2 separate regions of the Mus musculus genome follow, and region 2 is linked to region 1. Evidence: chromatin contacts called from public HiChIP or PLAC-seq data. All regions are on one chromosome and are shown on one strand. The core of a region is the stretch at or near the end of the contact, and the rest is flanking DNA. Distances in the headings are between cores, read along the strand shown.

Region 1 (5,644 bases), core at 1,494-3,993:
TAGAGAAATTGTCTCCCTAAGAGTGCTGGCCACCACCTCCCCCGGACTCTACCTCAAGGATCCACCTCAAACCAAGCCTGACCCAGGCATCACCTCTGAGGACCCTGGAGGTCAAGAACTGAACATTTTGTCTCACAGACGAACCCCTGAGCCCTATATAAAAGTGCCCAGAAACATGGTTGTTTGGTGAACACTGGATGAGGATGGGAAACGGAAAGCATGGGTACCCACAGGGTGGAATCTACTGTTAGCTGGCAGGATGGCTGGACTTGCCGGGCTATTTTTTCATATCCTGGCTCTGCCCACTCTCTCCTATCCACAGACCACTCTTTCCAGGGTCAGCGATCATTTTTAGACGTTTAGTGTATTTACAAGAGTCGAGGGCTCCAGCTGGAGACCCCGCCTTTCTATGCTTGTCCTTACCTTACACAGTTCATCCATTAGTGTGATATAATTGATACAAAGATTGCTTATCAAAAGTGAAAAAGGCCCAGAAACCCACTGAGGAGGCCCTGAGAAGCTTGGCTTGGGCCCTGTGCATCCCAAGTGGGCACCAGATACATTGTGCCTTTCCTCTACAATCCTGTCTTTGGCACCCTCAGCTGGCCAGGAGCTGATGGTACATCTCCCTGCCACTCACAAGTGGCTGGCTCAGGCAGTCCTCGGCGGCTGAGAAAAGCTATGTACACCAAGTTGGTAGCACCAAGGAAGTGGCTACCAGCTCGAGCCTTCCCCTTAGAGACCTTTGCCCACTTTTCACCCACAGGGAGTAGGGCATCTAGCAGAATGGTCCTTGAAGTTCAAGTCCCTCTTCCTAAGGTTGTGGGTGTGGCTTTATCGCGGGAGGCGGGTCGTGGACGAGGGGGCGGGATTTCTCAGAGCCTCGAGGATATTCTCCAGGCACCCAGCCAGGTTCATCTTGGAAAGCACGAGGCCCACTACTTCCAGCGTGTCCTCGTGGCGCGGCGTGCGGCGCCGCCAGGCTTCCAGCATGCTGTACTGAGCCTCGCGCAGGCAGCGCCCGTTCTGCATCTCCAGCCTCTCGATCTCGTGCTCGCTCAGCCCCATGAAACGCATGAACTCCTTCCAGCGCGCTGGAGGCACGCCATCCACCACAGCATACAGAATCGCAAGGTCTGCATCTGGGGACAAGGACCGTGCACTTCCAGCAGCAGCCTGCCTTTGTGCCCTCCACCCTGCCCGACTCCCTCCAGGAGTAATGCCCCAGCAGGAACCCAACTCACTGTCAGGACGTTGCGGGTGGGCGGAGTCTTCCCATTTCTGAACAGAGGTGGGGGCTGGCACGGAGCAGAGTGATTCGTAGAGCAGAGGGTCAGCTCCCTGGGTTGGGACTACCTCACTGACAGGTGGCATGAAGTGCCAGTTACTAGGACCGAAGATGGGGCTGATGGGGGTACTGGAGACAGGAGAACTAAAGCCTGGGGTGCTGAAGCCCAGAGTGGGGTTGAAGCCGGAGGTGGGGCTGAAGGCTGGGGAGGGGGCTGGAGTTAGGGGCTTTCCAGCCTTCTCCTGAAAGAAAGAAAGCATAGCATTAGTGGGAGTAAAGAAAAGGACTCCCTTCGGGCGCTTTATTCTTTATGGGGGTGGGGACAGAGGAGCTAAGGGAGCCCACCGCCCTCATTCCAAGTAATTTAGGTATCAGGCGTTGGAAGGAGTAGTCAGGGAAGCTGGAGTCGTCCCTTCTCACCTCTTTGACAGGCACGGGATCCCTACAAACTGGAGAACAAAGAAACAAGGTGTCATGAATTTCACTTCCCTTTCAACGCTGACCTTGGGGACTTGTGGTGTCATGCCCCAGGGTCTATGTGGCCCCAGGGACAAGAGAATTACGGATATCAGTATGGCTTCCCTCCCACCATCCAGGGCCACTCAGCCTAGAGTCCTTAACCATGAAGAGAGGCCACCCCTCATTTCCCTCCAACTTGCCCACCCGAACCCCTCCCGTATCTCCACCAACACCCTATATCCCCAAAGTCCTACTTACTGATGGAGTAGACTTCGGGCCTCCACCGGGGATATCGGCACATTAAACTGATGAAGATAAAGGATAGAAGGCAAAGACCTAGCAAGATAACCAGGGGCAACAGCACCGCAGTACCTGCAGACCAGAGAGGTTGCTCAGTGTGAGGCCACAGCAGAGACTAGGGGGCTGGGGGGTAAAGGGTGGGGGTGGAGGGAGGTCATGGAGTCAGCCAGCCAGCTCGGTGAGCTGGCACCAAGCCACCCCCCCTCACCTGAGTCCTGGGGGTTTGTGACATTTGCAAGCGGAGGAGGTAGGCACAACTTCATACACTCCTCATTTTTCTTGCAGCTGAAAGAAGAGAAGGCACCGGTTAGCAGGAAGGCTGCCTGCAGTTCTTTGCTTTGCAAATGGTTTTGCTATCTCTTCAACCCGCCTTGAGAGCTGGTGGGGAAGAACGAGACAGTCCACACCGTACAACAGTTTACAAGCTGATGGGAGCCCGGGAAGGCTGTGTGGACAGGCAGGAGCAGAAGTGGATGCACGTGATCTCAGCACTTGGCAGGAAGTGACGAAAGGATCGGTTTAAGGCCACCCATGGCTACCCAGCAAGGTCAGGGTCAGCCTGGGCAACAGGAGATCCTGTCCAGAAAGAGACTAGAGAGGAAAGGGAGGGGAAAGGGAGAGAGAGGGCAAGTCGGCCATCTTGATGAGTTTGACACAGTCATCACCCCACATGGCAGCTCACGGCCATCTGTAACTCCAGTTCCAGGGTATCTAACGCCCTCTTCTGGCCTCTGAGGATACTGAGCAATGTACACAGTACACATATATGCATGCTGGCAAAACACTCATACACATAGAATGAAAATAAATAATTCTTAAAGTATTTTTTAAATGCCAGGCATGGTGACACATCCCAGTGGTCGGGAGGCTAAAGCAGGCAGATATTTAGGAGTTCAAGGCCAGCCTGGTCCACCTAGTCCCAGGCCAGCCAAGGCTACTCAGTGAGACCCTGAGTAAAAAGAAATAAATAAAATGAAATGAAATAAAATCAAACGGTCGAAGGGCTGAGGGTATTTTGGCTCCATGGTAGAGCACGTGAATAGCATGCGAAGAGCCCGGATTCAACAATCAATCAGTATTTTAAAAATAAAATTTAAAAGGCCTTTATAGTCAAGAGTAAAAATTCCATTCCAGTCATTGACTGGCAACATGACAGAAATAAGTCACTTCACTTTTCTGGTCCAGCATCTCATGGCGCTCATGACACCTCCTTCTGGGATCAAGTACTTGGCCCTGACATGGCACGGTAGACGGCAGCTGTAGTAGACTGGGTTTATCATTGTGTTTGCCGGTAGGGCATGGATCTGAAATGTCCTGCTGGGTCCATGTGTTGAAGGCTTGGTCCCAGCATACTGGGACATGGGGACTAGTATAAGTTAGGTCCCTGAGGGCTCACTTTTGACCCCTCTCCACACCCTTTCCTTTGGCCTCTCAGGGGCTGCGAGGTGAGCTACTGTGCTTGCACAGTATGCTCTGATCATGATGCCCCTGCCTCAGCACTGACTCTAAAGCAGCAACGCCAACCACCAGGAGCTGAATGAAACCAGCCGGTCTTTGCTTTAAGCTGATGAAGCCGCGTGCCCAGAAAGAGGACTCATATGAGACGCTGGAGGGCTTCCCAGCCAATGGTCCGGCTGCTTACAGCACTTGACTTTGGAGACGGCAGGCCTCAAGGGCACGGGAGGTTTTAGGATGTCTCTCATTGGGGCAGCCATTGAGAGCTGTCACAGGGCAGAGGGGATGAGAAAACTACACTGGGTGGGGGCAGGGGGACGGCAGAGGAACATGCGTTCTCAGCAGAACAGGGAAAGGAGGTTTTGTCTACCTCATGACAGGGTGAACACATGGGCACATGAGCTCTTTTGAGATGAAACTGCGTGGAAAAAAAAATAGAAAGTAGACAGCTTTGGTTCAGACAGTCCTATAGATTGTTGGTTTAGCTGTCTGTTTTGGGGATCTAACCCAGAGCCTCCAATACGCTAGGCCAGTGCTCTACCGTTGATCCACATCTCCACCCCCACTCTCCTTACCCTAAAGGTTAAGAAACATAAGGCGTAGAGAGGTAAGAACTTGCCCAAGGTTGCAGAGCCAGGAAAAAGGTAAGTTGGGATTTAACCCCCAAGTCAGGTCAACTATGAGAGTCTTCTCTGGAAGCAAATGTATAAGAGCAGCCCATGCGGAGCCACAGGAATGAGGAAGTCTGTCAGGGAGCCTGGGAAGAAGGGATCCCCAGCGGTAGAGCTTGTGCGAGCCAAACCTAAGATACCATCAACAGTAAGATGCACCAGAGTGCAGTCAAGAACAGCGCGCTCGGATCTAACTGCCCAGCACTGAAGAGGCATGCGAGCTATAGCACGTGTGTGTGGCAGTCAGAGGATGACGTTGTGCACCTGATATTCTCTCCTGTCACCTTTACAAGACGGGGTTCCAGAGCTTGAACTCAGGTTGCCAGACGTTTGCTGCAAGCGCTTTACCCGCTAAGCCCTATTGCTTATCCCCTAACGTCCTGGAGAAAGGGAAAGGGCTGTCTGATGTCTTGTAGTGTCTTCTGCTCATCCGGCTGTAGGATCCCACCTTTGACCCTGCTGGGGCCCCTCAGCCACAGCTGCTCACCCACCCCTGAACCCCAAGCACTTGGCAGATACTCACTGGCTGCAAGGGACGCACTCACTTTCTCTCAGAAAGAACCCTGCATGGCAGTTACACACGGTGTTCTGAGTCTCCTTACCTGTGGGAAAGCGGTTAAGACTAAGAGCGCGTGCCTGCAGTCTGAGGGCCCGAGGGAGGGACGAGGGCGGGAATGCAGGTGCCACATAGGAGCTCAGACACACAGACAGGATAGGGTGGGGGGCAGAGGAGGGGGGCAGGGTGCTCCCGGGGAGGGGAGAGGACTTGGGTGACCGGTGCTCACAGGGGATTGTCACGGTGCCGTTGAAGCAGGGGCTGCAGTCCACGCACTGGAAGTGTGTCTCACTCAGGTAGCGTTGGAACTGGTTCTCCTTACAGCCACACACCGTGTCCTTGTCAGCTTGGCAAGGAGAGATCTCCACCTGGGACATTTCTGAAGAGGGAAGGAAATGGTGTGTGAGTCTCACATCCCTTTTCCCACACAAATCTTGACGCCCCCTGGCTCTGCCACATGGCATTCGTCTTTGTAACAGACACTCCTCCTACGCACACAGGCCCGAGCTTGCATGTGCACGCATGCATACTACCGCCACACTCACGAGCAGATTCGAAATCCTGACCTCCTGGCCAACACCCACGGACACACACACATGTTCGCACGTCTTCACACACCATGCACCTTCTATAGCCCTGGCCCAATCCCAAGGCTTACCTTTCCGACATGTCTTGCAACTGAGACACTGCCTGAGGTAATTCTGGGAAGCCGTAAAGGTGCCCTTTTCACACTCCCTGCAGACTGTATCCCGCCCTGGGCTCGGACAGTCACTCACCAAGTAGGTTCCTGTAGATAGGGTTAGGGTCAGGCTGTAGTGGAGAACTAAAGGGCAAAACCCAAGTCGGGGGCAGGGAGTGGGGCAGCAAAATAAGGGGACTCCCAGGGACCAAGGTCGGGGAACATCAGAAACAAGC
Region 2 (5,644 bases), core at 2,288-4,787, 180 kb before region 1:
GGCTGTAGCCGTTAGCCAAAAGGGGATTGAGAGAGGTGGGGGAGCCGTACCAGTGCTGCAGAGACTGGACTTCAAGAATCCATACCCATGAGTGGTAGGAGGTGTGGGCTTCCACGTGGATCCTGTTTGTTGTCCTCCGTGTGGGTCAGCAGAGAGGCTGCTCAGTTCAGTACTAACTTGAACTCCAGGGTCCACCAAGCTAACAGATCCAGAGGAAACCGCAATTGACATAGCCCTGGTTCCAAGCTACCCGCTAGTAAACAGGCAAACAATGCTCTTGTTGCTCTAGTCCCCGACCACCTTTTACTAACCAACTGGAAAACCCAAGGACAGCAGCAGACGTGCTCAGCAGCCACCGCTGCCGGTGACCCACATCTCCAACAGGACTCTTAACAACACAGGAAAATATCCCAAGAATCAACCAACAAGACTACAAGAAATTCAAGTCCTCTGCACCCCAAAGGAAACTCTCAGCACAGCAAGCAGATCCAAGGAGAGATATGTTAGGCAGCCACATCTCCGACAGGGCGGTGATTCCTAAAACATAAAAGGAATTTCAAAAGTTAACACCAAGAACGTGAAACTGATCATCAAGAAATGGACTAATAATAAAACAAAGATACAGTTCTCAAAAGAAGAAACACAAAGATTTAAAAAAAGATTTTTGTTTTGTTTTGTTTTTAAAGTTGGTCGTCAAAGAGATTCAATTGGGGGCTGGTGAGATGGCTCAGTGGTTAAGAGCGCCGATTGCTCTTCCGAAGGTCCAGAGTTCAAATCCCAGCAACCACATGGTGGCCCACAACCATCCGTAACAAAATCTGATGCCCTCTTCTGGAGTGTCTGAAGACAGCTACAGTGTACTTACATATAATAAATAAATCTTAAAAAGAAAAAAGAAAAAAAAAGAGATTCAATTAAAGCCACTTTGAGAGTCTATCTTAGCCCAGTCAGAATGGCTGTCAGCAAGAAAGCAAAGGCTGGTGAGGCTGTGGGGACTCGGGAGAGGAAGGCGTGGAGATTTAAGTTCTAAGCCAGCCTGGAATACGTATGTAGGCCTTAGCTAAAGAGGAACAAACAGAAGACCTCCATATATTTTGACATTGTAAAAATGACTAAATAGCTTATAGCTCAAAAACTATCCATGAGAGAATTTTTCTGATACTGAAAACCAGATACTGTGAGGATGGAGATACTGCACATTAAACAATGTACAGGGTATGTGGGAGTGCCATAGAGGGCGCCCACTGCTGAGATTAGTTATTACTAAATCTCTGAGATCTTACTAAATCTCTCCCCCTCCCCCTCCCCCTTCCCCTTTCCCTTCCCCTCCCCCTCCCTCTTCCCCTCTCTCTCTCACCTTCCCCTCTTCCTCTCTTTCTCCCTCTCCTCTCCCCCTCCTCTCCCTCTCCCTCCCTCCATCTCTCTATCTCTCCTTCCCACTCCAACTGCCCCTCCCCCTCTCCCTCCCTCCCCTCCCTTCCCCCTCCCCCTTCTCCTCCCTCCTCTCTTTGCAGCTATCACTTGCCAATAGCTCCTCAGCTAGGAATGGGCTTCATACCCACCTCCCTCCTCCAAGCTGGGGTTTTGCCCGACCTAAGCACGCCCAGGACTTGTGCATGCTGTCACAACCACTGTGAATTCATACATGCAACTGCCTGCCATGCTATCAATTAAAAACAGTTTCCTCGCGGTCACCCACAACCTCTGGCTCTTCTCATCCCCTCTTTCATGATAATCCCTGACCCTTGGAGGAAAGGCCTGATATAGATATCTCCTTTATGGCTAAGCACGCCACAGTCTCTTAGCCTCTTCGTGATACCCAGTCATAGACCTCTGTGTTAATCACCATCTACTGCAAGAAGTTTCTCTGATGAGGGTTGAGATATGCATTAATCTCTGGGTAGAGCTATAAGTTATTAGGAGTTGTTTCAATACTATGTCCACTCAGAGGAATGATAGTAGCAGGTCCTCCCCTGGGCCTGTGACCTGTCATTATAGGTCCCATCTCCTAGAATGGCCTTAAACCCAATCATAAAGTATTTAGTTATGCCCGTAATGTTAATGCCACGATTGCACTGGAGAGCTTGGCTTTCCAGGACAGTCGTTACTGTAGCGCTCAGGGTCACAGCTGGGTGAGTCACCATTATTTCTCTCCTCTGGTAGTGAGCTCAGTTCTTCAAGCAGAAAGTGTGTTAAAAATAGCACTGTGGCCTGGGAGTGGTAGAGTGGTTAGCATAAGTGAGGTTTTGTGTTCCATTACTAGCATCATAGACAGACAGACAGACAGACGGGTTGGTTTTTGTTTTGTTTCGTGTTTGGTTAGGGGGAGCATATTTTTTGTTTTGTTTCTGGTTTTGTTTTGGTTTTGGTTTTTTGAGACAAGGTTTCTCTGTGTAGCCTTGGTTGTCCTGGAACTCGCTCTGTACACCAGGCTGGCACAAACGTTATGTGAGTAACCAACCACTCTCTGCTTAGATTCAAAGCCCGTTTGTTCCACACTCGTGCTTCTCCCTCTTAACCAGGCCCAAGTACACGGCCGGCTAAGTCCTGGACCCCAGTGAGGAACCTAATACTAATTAATCTGCTAAATGACACAGAATAAACTGACCTCTAAGTTCTTTATATAATATCCACAGATTACTGCATCTCTCAACCTTCATTAGAGAAGCCTTAAAATATGCCTGTGAGAACCTGTGTGCGCGTGTTCTCAGAAGCCAGAAGATGGTGTTGGATCCCTTGGAGCTGCGATGGCAGATGACTGTGAGTCACCTGACATGTATGCCGGAACCGAACGTGGGACCTCTCGAAGAGCAGCAAGTGCTCAACTGCTGAGTCATCTCTCCAGCCGAGAGAGGCTTCTCCCTGCTGTTACTGTTAGAGACCCGTAACTGCTCAACATGCAGACAGTAAGCTACGATGGAGGACCTCCCTGCCCCTGTGTGGTCACCAGGAGCAGAGGACCTGCCATATCCTTCTCAGTCTTGGGAGTGGCTGCTGGGACAGTGGGTCCCAGCCCACCTGGCTTGTTTCACCTGGCCTCTGAGACTCCAATTTTCTAAGGACCAAACCCAACAAAACACAAAGAATGGAACAGAAACAAACAAACAAAATTCATTAAAAGAAAGGAAGGAAGAAAGAAAGAAAGAAAGAAAGAAAGAAAGAAAGAAAGAAAGGGGAAGGAAGGAAGAAAATTTTACAAAAAAATATTTTGTAACGTTATAAAAAGTAAAAATTTCCAGAGAATTACTATTTACTTAAAAAAAAAAAAGAAAGAAAGAAAGAAAAGGATGGTGGAGGGCTCAGCCCCGAACCAGATGTCCAGATCATATCCCTTCCCCACAAAGCCCAGAGCAGGCAGAAATACCAGAAGAGCCAAGGCAGCGGACATGTATAGTGAAACAGTTGGACAGATATGGCAAAGCCATTGCATACGAACTCACAGTGGATCTGACTATGCACAAGATCAGTCAAGCCAGGCAAAACCCCAGCATAGATGGAGACGGGCTCATAAAGCCCCACCCAAGTCTGAGGAGCTATTGGTACTCATGGCTGCTGAGTACACACGAGTTCATTTCCTGTAGGGAGGTAGCCCCCGGGAGGCCGGCTGTCCACGCTATAGTAATTGGCCCTGTGCCTGTGCACAGACAGGCAGCCCTCAGCAGATTCAGTGGGTTTAAGAACTGAGGACTTGAAATTGGAAGAAATAGGGGAGGGATTGAAGAGGAGGGGCTGAGTTTACTCGTGTCAGAAACATATGTATGTATGTATGTATGTACGTATGTATGTTTGTATGTATGAAATTCTCAAATGATAAAACAACACAATAAAACCCCCTGAATGATTCACCACACATGGCTCGCTATACATTAGGAGTTTTATATTAGAAAGAAATGGATATTATGGAAAATCCTAACAAGATGGACATCTAGATACGTGCTTACAAGAACTAGAGCATCGTAGGCATAGCTGCGTCTGCTCTTAAGCTCCTCCCCTTCCATGTGGCTGCCTTCTCCAGTGACATGGCCTCTATCCTGAACTTGACATCTATTATTTCTTGGCTTTAAAAATGTAGCTTCTGAGCCTGGCAGTGGTGGCAGTGGTGGCAGTGGTGGCGCACGCCTTTAATCCCAGCACTCGGGAGGCAGAGGCAGGCGGATTTCTGAGTTCGAGGTCTACAGAGTGAGTTCCTGGATAGCCAGGGCTATACAGAAAAACCCTGTCTCGAAAAACCAAAAAAAAAAAAAGTAGCTTTATTACCTGTGTTTACGTCCACAACTTTATTATTTTCTTCACTTGTTTTTGAGCATTGTGGACACAGAGCCCCACTTTGTGCATTTATTTTGCTATAAACAAAGCTGTTGTGTGTACCAGGTGCCAGTCTCCAGTGCCAGTGTTTGTCCCAGGGAGGCATGAAACGCACAAGGTTAGGGCATGTAGACAGCTTCACAGGTTCCAACTGGGCTCAAAGTTACTGCAACAGTTTATAGGTCCCGGGGCAGATCATGTGACCATCCCAGGGCAGATCGTGTGACCATCCCAGGGCAGATCATGTGACCATCCCAGGGCAGATCACGTGGTCATATTGATGTATCTCCTCATGAACACTCAATGGTAGCAGACAAACAGCACCGAGCTCCCTGATGCAATGGACCTACTGTGGCCCCCCTTCATTTCCTCAGCACCCCAGAGGCTCTGCCTCTTTCCAGGTGCTTTTATGGATAAATGAATGTTGATCCCGTTTGGTTTTCTTTTCTCTGAAAAAAAATGTTTTTTATCTTTGCTATCTTCTATAAACCCATTTCTAGTTGGGTTATCTTCTTAATGGTTTGTGGGAGTTGTTTATATAATATGGATGTCAGGTCTCTATAGGTTAAGTATTTAACAAATATCTTCCCCTTGTTGGTGTGATATATTATTGCTCCCTCTCCCTCCCTCTCTCCCCCTCTTCCTCTCTCCTTCCTTTCTTCCTTTATTTCATTTTCTATTTTGAACACAAGCTGGCTTCAAACTTGAGACCCTTTTTGCTTCAGCCTCCTATATGTTGGTATGACATGCTGGACTTGGTGGTGGTGGTGGTGTGGTGGTGGTGGTGGCGTGTGCTCACGTGTGTGTGTGTGTGTGTGTGTGTGTGTGTGCGTGTGCTTTTGCATGCATGCCACAACTTACATATAAAAACTAGAGGACTTCTTTATAGATTTGATTCTCTCTTTCCAGTGTCTGGAGCTGTCAGTCCTGTGCTACCCTGTTGTCTCACATGCCTCTGTGTGTCACATACATCAGCTCATTATTAACAGCGAGGGAGTCGCCACTGTGTACTTGCCAGGAGAGGCAGTCAGCTCTGGGACAGAGAACAACAGCCAGGGTAAAACTGGAGCATCCTAACAAGGGGTGTGGGAGTGACTTCACAGATCCTGTTCTGCCAGGATCGTGGCCCGGGAGACTTGAATTATTAATAAAAATTCTAGGAAGCCCCGTGGGTTTTTCAGGAAACTTCATCCAATTAAGGGGAAATAAATTCCAAGTGTGCTTTTAAGCACCATTAGGACTCTTTTTCACTGTGAGAAACCTTCGTATTGATGCACAATATTCAGACAGAAAGTCCTAAGGTCATCAGCTGGTAGTTCAATATCCATCCTCAAGTTCA

What was found. HiChIP or PLAC-seq counts read pairs in DNA pulled down with a chosen protein or histone mark.
Region 2: a contact with region 1 is called in an H3K4me3 HiChIP or PLAC-seq map of bone marrow-derived macrophages, with 2.8 times the contacts expected there. The contact joins two enhancer-like sites. A contact is called at or near these places in 1 of 39 promoter capture datasets (pre-B cells), 6 of 115 datasets of contacts at active chromatin or transcription factors (bone marrow-derived macrophages, double positive thymocytes, embryonic stem cells and 1 more) and 3 of 9 other capture datasets (adipose tissue, liver and pancreatic islet).

The regions. Positions count from the first base shown.
Region 1 is chr6:125,357,185-125,362,828 of GRCm38.p6, reverse strand. It overlaps Tnfrsf1a (tumor necrosis factor receptor superfamily, member 1a), which reads right to left. Exons shown (of 10, transcript NM_011609.4): 3 at 5,388-5,516; 4 at 4,959-5,108; 5 at 4,697-4,775; 6 at 2,256-2,332; 7 at 2,006-2,119; 8 at 1,709-1,737; 9 at 1,245-1,530; 10 at 346-1,142. The coding sequence ends at 835. Plekhg6 (pleckstrin homology domain containing, family G (with RhoGef domain) member 6) reads left to right here. Exons shown (of 17, transcript NM_198604.2): 17 at 1-178. Among named protein-coding and RNA genes, the nearest start is that of Tnfrsf1a, 10 kb to the right of the region's middle. Within about 2 kb of position 2,743, at least 35 of the 459 cell types and tissues checked have an H3K27ac peak or open chromatin away from gene starts, as enhancers often do. A contact at or near this core is called in bone marrow-derived macrophages, where this site is marked.
Region 2 is chr6:125,537,549-125,543,192 of GRCm38.p6, reverse strand. It overlaps Gm33144 (a long non-coding RNA gene), which reads right to left and starts at 541. Exons shown (of 3, transcript XR_378030.2): 1 at 86-541. Within about 2 kb of position 3,537, at least 13 of the 459 cell types and tissues checked have an H3K27ac peak or open chromatin away from gene starts, as enhancers often do. A contact at or near this core is called in bone marrow-derived macrophages, where this site is marked.